3 separate regions of the Rattus norvegicus genome follow, and regions 1 and 2 are each linked to region 3. A link is a contact called in public Hi-C data. All regions are on one chromosome and are shown on one strand. Each heading gives the region's core, a stretch centred on a gene start, on an enhancer-like site or on the middle of the called end of the contact. The rest is flanking DNA. Distances are from core to core; before and after follow the strand shown. Region 1 overlaps Sil1 (SIL1 nucleotide exchange factor). Region 2 has its middle 68 kb from the start of Hspa9. Region 3 holds the start of Lrrtm2 (leucine rich repeat transmembrane neuronal 2).

Evidence for each region. Hi-C and Micro-C count contacts between places; a contact is called where the count stands out from the background.
Region 1: a Hi-C map of frontal cortex shows a contact between it and region 3, with 2.6 times the contacts expected there. The contact joins the enhancer-like site here to the promoter of Lrrtm2 in region 3. A contact is called at or near these places in 1 of 12 Hi-C or Micro-C datasets (frontal cortex) and 1 of 1 datasets of contacts at active chromatin or transcription factors (oligodendrocytes).
Region 2: a contact with region 3 is called in a Hi-C map of Schwann cells, with 4 times the contacts expected there. The contact joins the enhancer-like site here to the promoter of Lrrtm2 in region 3. A contact is called at or near these places in 2 of 12 Hi-C or Micro-C datasets (Schwann cells and frontal cortex) and 1 of 1 datasets of contacts at active chromatin or transcription factors (oligodendrocytes).

What each region holds. Positions count from the first base shown.
Region 1 is chr18:27,329,834-27,332,533 of GRCr8, forward strand. The region is part of intron 1 of Sil1 (SIL1 nucleotide exchange factor); the gene reads right to left. Among named protein-coding and RNA genes, the nearest start is that of Sil1, 47 kb to the right of the region's middle. Within about 2 kb of position 1,433, at least 6 of the 93 cell types and tissues checked have an H3K27ac peak or open chromatin away from gene starts, as enhancers often do.
Region 2 is chr18:26,895,119-26,897,818 of GRCr8, forward strand. No RefSeq gene overlaps it. Among named protein-coding and RNA genes, the nearest start is that of Hspa9, 68 kb to the left of the region's middle. Within about 2 kb of position 1,288, at least 55 of the 93 cell types and tissues checked have an H3K27ac peak or open chromatin away from gene starts, as enhancers often do. A contact at or near this core is called in Schwann cells, where this site is marked.
Region 3 is chr18:27,095,664-27,098,363 of GRCr8, forward strand. Lrrtm2 (leucine rich repeat transmembrane neuronal 2) reads right to left here and starts at 1,304. Exons shown (of 2, transcript NM_001109469.1): 1 at 907-1,304; 2 at 1-572. The coding sequence starts at 910. All of the region lies in intron 7 of Ctnna1 (catenin alpha 1), which reads left to right.

The DNA.
Region 1 (2,700 bases), core at 183-2,682, 230 kb after region 3:
AAAAGAGAGTAAGAAAAGGAGCTAGAGGGGTTGGGGATTTAGCTCAGTGGTAGAGCGCTTACCTAGGAAGCGCAAGGCCCTGGGTTCGGTCCCCAGCTCCGAAAAAAAGAAGCAAAAAAAAAAAAAAAAAAAAAGGAGCTAGAAAGATGGCTTAGCAGTTAAGGGCACTTGTTCTCCCAGAGGGCATGAGTTCAGTTCCCAATGCCCACATCGGGCAGCTCAGAACCATCAGTGACCCCAGCAATGACAGTAATGCCAAGAGATCAATCTCAGTGAGGAGGAATTGATGCATTGGGTTTGGCAATGAGGCAGCAAGAGGGCCATTCAGTCACAGAGGAGCACAACGTGTTGTTTTAACTTTGTATACTTTGGAGTTTGGAAATTTTCAACATTCCACTGGAGTCTTAATAAAAAAAAAACAAATCACTCTATAGTATCAGAGAGGGATTCTCCAATGCCATAGATCAGGTTCCTATGACAATATATAGCCATGTCCCAATGCACACAGTCGCAGGGCAGTGAGGAAACAGTAATCCCATCAGAGAAATGGGGCAGGGAGGCAAATTCTCCAAGGAGAAACTCAAGTCAGACACGATTCTACTGATTCTGAGTCCTTAGTCATGTCCAGTCTACTCAGAAGCATCTGTTCTTTATGGAGTTGTACTAAAGCAGTTGAAGCAGTTGGTGCTGAAGAGAACCGAACCAGACTCCTGCCCTGTATTCCAACACAATTACTAAGCCTCTCAGAGGAAAATCAATTCTGTCAAATAATAACTACACCTACACTCATAGAGCACTGTGCATGTGCTGAGCTAAGCTCATTTACCTGCCACAGCAGCCCTCTGAGGTGGTTCTGATATGCTGCTCATTTTACCCTGAGGGACCAAACTTCAGAGGGTCAGTGACTAGCCAGAATTCATGCAGCCACAGAACAATAGAGTGAGGATGGAAAGCCAGTTTGGCCCCAGAACCAGAGCTCTTTCCATGGGTCATGCTGTCTTTACATTGGTCTGTGAAATCAGCCACGGAAACTGAGTCCACCATTTTATCTGTTCTGCAATAGTATAAATAAAAACTTACACGTTATGCTATGAGAAATTTTTAAATGAGCCTACTGGGGCCCTCTTGTGGATAGACCTTTCTATCATGTCCAAGTCTCTCTCTCTCTCTCTCTCTCTCTCTCTCTCTCTCTCTCTCTCTCTCTCTCTGTCACACACACACACACACACACACACACACACACACACACACACACACACACACACACACAATGTGGGGAAAAGCCTCTGCCTGGTCACTGTGCCTTCCACTAAATAAGCCATGGAGAATCTCCTTTATAATTGTTCCATGGCTCTCTCTGCCTGAGGTCCTGAGAGTGATCTGCTGGTGCTGACAATAGCAATCACAGTTACAAGAAGCTCTACTCCATCTCATCTCTACTCTAATAGGACTCTGGGTTGATTCAGATCCCCCTGACTAGCAGTATGACTTTGAGCTAGATGATTAACATTGTTAAGTCTCAGATCTTTAAAGAAGGCTTGCAAGTAACTGCTTAGTTGCATGGTTATCAGATAACAAAACATACAGAACAGTGCCTGAGACAAAGCGGAATTTCAAATAATCTTGCAGCTAAGTTGGGCAGCACTTTGGTCCCAGCACTCTGGAAACAGACAGGCAGATCTCTGTGAGTTTGAGGCCAGCCTGGTCTAAACAGCAAGTGCCAGGCCAGCTAGGCTTACATAGTGTGAACTTTTCATAACAAAATAAAAATGAAAAACCTTGTAGTTAAATATCTATTAATAGAGAATATTCTGGGCAAAGCAAAGTAGTAGATTCCGTCACCATCCAGGATTGCCTCTGCTTGGAGCCCAGTCCTGAGTACAAATCACCCACAAACATGGACTACATGATGGCTGGGGTGCACACACTGAAACCTAAGTGATACTGGCTGCCTCTGAATCAGTGCCAATTGATTAAAAGCAGAAAGATGCTTCCGAGTCCAGCTTCCTGATAATGAGGCCTGCCTCCACACGCCTGCTGCTGCTCTTCTATCTCTCCAGACTATCATGGATTTTAGCAGCAGCCACAGCCAGCACAGCAGAGCAGGAATCAGAATTCATCTTTCCTAATGCCTCTAGGCTTCCAAAGGACAGCAGAGTCTCTTAGTGGGACCAGAAGATTCTAGAGGGAGATAAAACTTTCAGTTCATAGTTCCAACCAGCATACCAACCCCTATTCTGTGCCAGTGTGGGTTATAAGCACTCAATAGTCATACTCATATAGATACAGTTCATATTCTTATATTTTTTATGTGTATGAGTGTTTTGCCTGCATGTAAAGAAATGCACTGTAGGGGTGGTTCTGATGCTGTCCTGATCCCCAATTGGTTCTTGATCTGTCAGTAAAGAAGCCATAGGCCAATTGCTGGGCAAAAGGAATAGGCAGGACTTCCAGGTCCTTGGAGGCAAGAGACAGACACAAGGGAGAGGAGTGACAGCCTGTGGCCGCTTCTATAGGCAGATGGTCGGGGTGTTTAGCAGGGATTAGATGTATCCAAGCCACTAAAGTTTAGGGCAGGTGGGAGGTTCGAGATAAGAATATCGATAAGGGCACACTTTTCCAGGCAGGGAAAGTAGCGCCCAACGATTGTGTCCAAAGGCAAGTTGAAATTGTCAAGTGTGTGTCTGTGTCTTTTATCGG
Region 2 (2,700 bases), core at 38-2,537, 200 kb before region 3:
TCCCCTCCCTTCCTAATCTTGTCAGAGAGAGGAACCTCCTTGCCAGCTGCCATTGTTTACGATGTACAAAATGAATTTAAATGAGATTGGAGAAGGAACAAGGAGGAATGGGGGTGAGCGGTGGATAGCCGGGGTGAAGGGAGTTATGTCAGCTCATGGGATGTTAGAGCTAAAGGATGAGGAATTTGGGGGTCTGTCCTGTGCTTACAGACCAGGAGCTAGAGGCCCTTATGGAAATAGCTATTATTTGCCAAGGGTTAATCTGGACTTGTCCTGCTGGCCCCTGAGGAGTTGCTGGAAATATCAGGATGTCCCCTCCTGGACTCAAGGCCCATGTTCAGGGCCCAGAAGTGATTTAGTGAGTGTCTCAGCTTTGCTCTCGTGGGCTCAGAAAAGGAATTTGGCCTTGCTGTGTGGACCATACTTTTTCTCCTGAAGCTGGTGACACCTTTCTTCAGAGCTCTTGCAGGTGGGTAGTGACCACACCGCAGGGCCGGAGTGTGGCAGCCCTGGTAGTTAGCCTCCTGTCAGGTCCATATGCGTCCAAGGGAAGTCTAGCTCTGATTCAGGTTCTCGCAGGGCCTTCCCAGTGGGCAGCACCTCCTGCAGTGGCGGAGTTTGGGCACCGCAGCTAGAATCCTCCCCCGCCCCCACCTCTTTTGCCTTCAGTTAGGCTAAACAGCAGGGGGTGCTCATGAGTCACAGAGAGAGAGAGAGAGAGAGAGAGAGAGAGAGAGAGAGAGAGAGAGAGAGAGAGAGAGAGAGAGAGACACACACGGGGCGGGGCGGGAGTGGGGGAGGTGGATTCTGTGCTGTCTCATCTCAGTCCTGGCTTGGGAAATGTTACCCGTTAACATGAAAGTGAGCAAGACAGACAATTCAACTACTAGAAGCAATCTACTGGCAGAGACAGAAACTTGAACGAAAACTGGCTTTTCCAACTTGTGTGGGACTTCATGGACTGTAGAAAGCTAATCTCTGGGTCCCTGACAGCTAGTGAAGCAGGTCTCGTGGGGATGTCATGGCCAAGGCTGGTTCCCACCAAGTTTGGCACCACATAACTTCTGGCCCTTTGCCAGTCCTCAGTAGCTGACCACAGGCCTCCTTAGGGGAGCAGAATATCAATATCAATTTTCTTCAGAAATGTTTCCAGGTTAATCTGTCGCAATGGCTCATGTGCTGCCTTAGTCATAAGGCTCTTAGTCATAAGGAGTGGGGATGGAAGCTATCTCTCCCAGATCTGACACAGTCCCTGACCTTACGTGGATTATCTGGAGGCAGATGGGACTGGGCTGAGGCTGAGGCAGAGGCTGCTAAGCAGGGCTGTGGGTGTGGCACAGTCCTGACCCAGAGCACACTCTGGGCAGCAGCTGCAGTAGAGGAAGTGGGGCAGGAGTTGCGGGGAGGGGGGGAGGGGCGGGTTGGGATGGGGCGGGTCTTCCCAACCACACCCCCCTGCCTCAGCCAGTGTTTTTCCAGTTGTCTTTTTCTGGTTTTCTCCTCCCTCCCGGCCCCCATACAAAAAACAAAGCACCTGACTCTCAAGAGTCCTCCTTCCCAATAAAAGGTGCTGTGTGCTATGTGCTGTTGACTCATGGGCCTAGCAAGGGTGAAATGTCTGCGACGATTACCCAGCCTAGAAGAAAAGCCTGGCTGTGTGGCTTTTCGCATCCTCAAGTTCTCTTTGAGGAAAGGATTAGGGTGGGGAGCACAGCCCCAGAGTTGGAAAGAACAGGAGCTCTGGGCTGGAGACTGGCTTTGTTGCCCACAGAGTTGAAGGTCAGAGCTTGGCCCTTTCCATCCAAACCGAGTTCTCCCTAGAACATGGCTTTGTAGGATATCAAAGCCCTTTCAGGAGCGTCCCTCGGGGCCACAGGCTTGCCTAGGGGTGGGGGCGCCCCCACTTTCTTCAGATGACCTAGTGTCATGGTGTTCGTATTCAAGTGCCCAGTCCCACTGAGGCACTAAAGTCCAGAGTAGTAGGGGCTGAGGACTGATTAGTTCTCTCTGGAGAAAAGTACATCCCATAAGCCCATTGACCTGTAGCCTTTTCCTTGTGTGTCAGGTCTTTCAGTCAGAGCATTTTTTCCTGAGATTTCATCTGAATTCCTCCAGCTGCTCTGGAGTCTATCCTTTGTCGTGTGGTACGCACTGAAGACCCTGGGATACTCACTCGTGACATTGGGCAGAAGATCAGTCTAGGGGAGGGCTGCAAAGGAATGGAGGAATGGAGGAAGTTTACCACCAACTCACCCCCACCCCCACCCCCACAGACAGGCTATCTCTGTGTAGTCCTGGCTGGCCCTCGAACTCAGAGATCTGCTGGTCTCGTCTGGTGTCTATCCACTTTTTCTCCCCCCCCCCCCCCCCCCCCGGAGCTGGGGACGGAACCCAGGGCCTTGCGCTTCCTAGGCAAGTGCTCTACCACTGAGCTAAATCCCCAACCCCACCACTTTTTGATGGTACGTTTGAAACACAGAGCTTCAAATAGAAGGTTTACAGAAGTCCATCCTTGGGAGAGACCAAGGATGAACCACACCGCACTGACTCCAAAGCCCTGAGGGAGATAAGTCAGAATTGTGAGGTGAGCATGACACACGCCCAGCACTCAGGAGGCAGAGCAAAGGGGATTAGAAATTCAGCGCTGTTCTCAGTCACACAGTGAGTTCTTGCTTGAGCTCTATGAGACTATTCAGTAAA
Region 3 (2,700 bases), core at 54-2,553:
ACGGTTTGTGCTCAAATCCAGAAACTCTAGACTACGACAGTCCCAGAACAGGCGAACTGGGATAGTCCGCAGGGAGTTGGAACGCAGATGCAAGGTCTGCAGCTTCCGAAGGCCATAGAAGAGCTCAGGGTGCAGAGATGACAGCTGATTAAAAGAGAGGTCCAAATTCTGCAGATTAATCAGTTGGGTAAAAGTTGTGTTTGGCAAGTAAAATATTTTGTTGGAACTTAAGATTAACTCCTTTAGTTTATATAGTCCTTGGAAAGCATCTTCTTTTACTGTTGAAATTTGATTGTGATCTAAGTGGAGCCAGGTGAGTTGACTGAAGCTGGCAAATTGATCTCTTTCAAGCGCTGTGATGTGATTGTGCCTCAGGGACAGGCCCAGAGAACCCTTGTCTGTGGCGTTTGGCACTGAGTGGAAGCCCTGAGAGTCGCAGTAGAATAGCAGCTTCTCACAGCGGCATTTAGGTGGACACGCCATACCCAGGGCAGGCAGCATTTTTAATACCACACTCATTGCATATATTGCTGCCAGCATAGGGGCCCCTAATGGCCACTTGAAATGTAAGCCTGCAGAATATAATTTAAGGAAAACAAGAAGATAGGATATGTTTCAGCAGAATACAGGCGCTGTTAAAAACAACATCATAATGAAAGATTTCACTGCATATAACATTTTTGATTTACTGCAGAAAATTAACCTTGTTTGTAGACTGAAACACAACTTAAACCATGTATAAGAGAGATTAAAACATGTCCCTTTAAAAAATGTTATATCCATTTACATAAATCTTAAAATCCCGAACCAAATGATTTGCATCATAAAACGGGAATTCACTGGCTTATATTTATAAAAGCGTGATTCCTCTTTGACTGAACAAGCCATAGAAATGCAGGGACTTACCCATTCTTCTGAGCACATTGGAGGCTGCATTCAGTCGAGGTTGTCAGGCTCCGCGCAGTGAGTCTGTAAAAGGCTTAACATGCAGGAGCCTTGACCAGTTTCCTGCTTTCTGCGTCCCGAGCGTTTCAAGTAAGATTCAAGTCTATTAGGGAGAATTGGCTTTTCCTTAGGATATTCCTCTGGAAAGCATTGGTGTCATTTTCTTCGTGCTCTGATCCCCTAATCAGCTTTGACTATAAGTTAATAATTTCCTCCCCCTGATTACCGCCGATCACCAGAGCTTCAGGCTTTCCTTCCCGCAGCTGTTAGTTCTCTCGGTCTTAACTTGTTGATGGCAGATGGGCGGCTTGTTGCAGAGAAGAGCTTCTGGAGCAGCATGAGTGCATTTACTGAAAAGCTTTCCGAGAAACGGCACAAGAATGGGTTTGCTTATGTGCTGCAACCACACAGAACTGTATATAGGCTGACGTCACCCAGTGACGTGTCTTTTGTTTGGGTTTTCCAGAAGCTTTACTGTTAAAAAGCACTGTGCTTTGTAACGGTGTCAGGGTCGTTACAAGACCCCCTGTTTACAATAAATTGAGAAAGAAGAACTCCTGATTTGAGAATTTGGTATTCCTTCAGTGTAGGAAGCAACAATGAGGTTGTAATAAATGCTGCATTCAAGAAGACCCGTCTGAACAGTGAGTTGGACTAGCAGAGTGATGATTTTTAATGCATGTGAGAGCTAGTGTTAGACTGCCGATTCTGCATAGAGACCATCTAAATGGGCACGATTGATTTATGAAGTGCTGATTTAATGCCAGCCTATGCAAGGTACGCCTCTGCTCTGGTGGTTTGGAAAGCTGCTCAATTGCCTTGTTGTCATGCTTGGTAAAAAGCAAAGTGTGACTGACTGTGTTGGTAAACTAAGTGGGTTTAGTTACTTTGTCATTAAGAACTTAACATTATAAAGCACAACAAAGAGGAATAGCTTCCAAAAGAAACAATTTTGGCTTTTTTCCCCCTCCATTGAGAATTTCAAGGGAATTCTAATCCTTTTCTGCTTATTATATAACAATGTTTTATTACCACACTGATTGGAAAACAGTGCTGAGTTGATCTTTGGATGTCCTACCAGAGGAGAGGAGCAGGCTCTGATTTTTATACACGTGACCCAGATGTTAACAGTGGAACAGAGACAATTTTGAACAAGTATTGCAGTGTGCCTGATTCTGACAGTTTTCAGGATTTCTACTTCAGCATCTCACCTATTCCTTAGCTTAAAGCCATAGTTACTGTTGAGATTTGGGTGTTGTAACATCAAAATAGCATTTGCATACCATCTCTTACTGGTACATTTATGAACTGACTTTGAATCTCATATCGGCTCTTGTTGAATTCTTCTCATGAATATGGAAAGACATTAATATTGGAGTCGGATTTTGTTTTGGTTGTTTTTGCTTGACAATTCTTGCTTCTCCCTGTTAGATAACTTCTCAGACATGAATGTTTATGGTTAGTGTTATATAAATGCAGAAGATGTGTCTAGCATGAATCAGGGCTTTATTTTCAAGCCAGGCTAAGGATCTGCCTTTTATAAACATACTTGTCTCGTGAACTGGCTGCATGAACTTATTTTCCCCATACTATTACCACTTACTGTCAGTGAGTCTGGTTTCAAATCTGAGAGCAGAACTCTGAAAGCTATTGAGGATATCTGTGAAACAGGCATATCACTGGCCTGTGATGATCTGAGGATTTCATTCCACTGGTGACTTCTAAGACATCATTATAGAAAGAAATACAATTTCT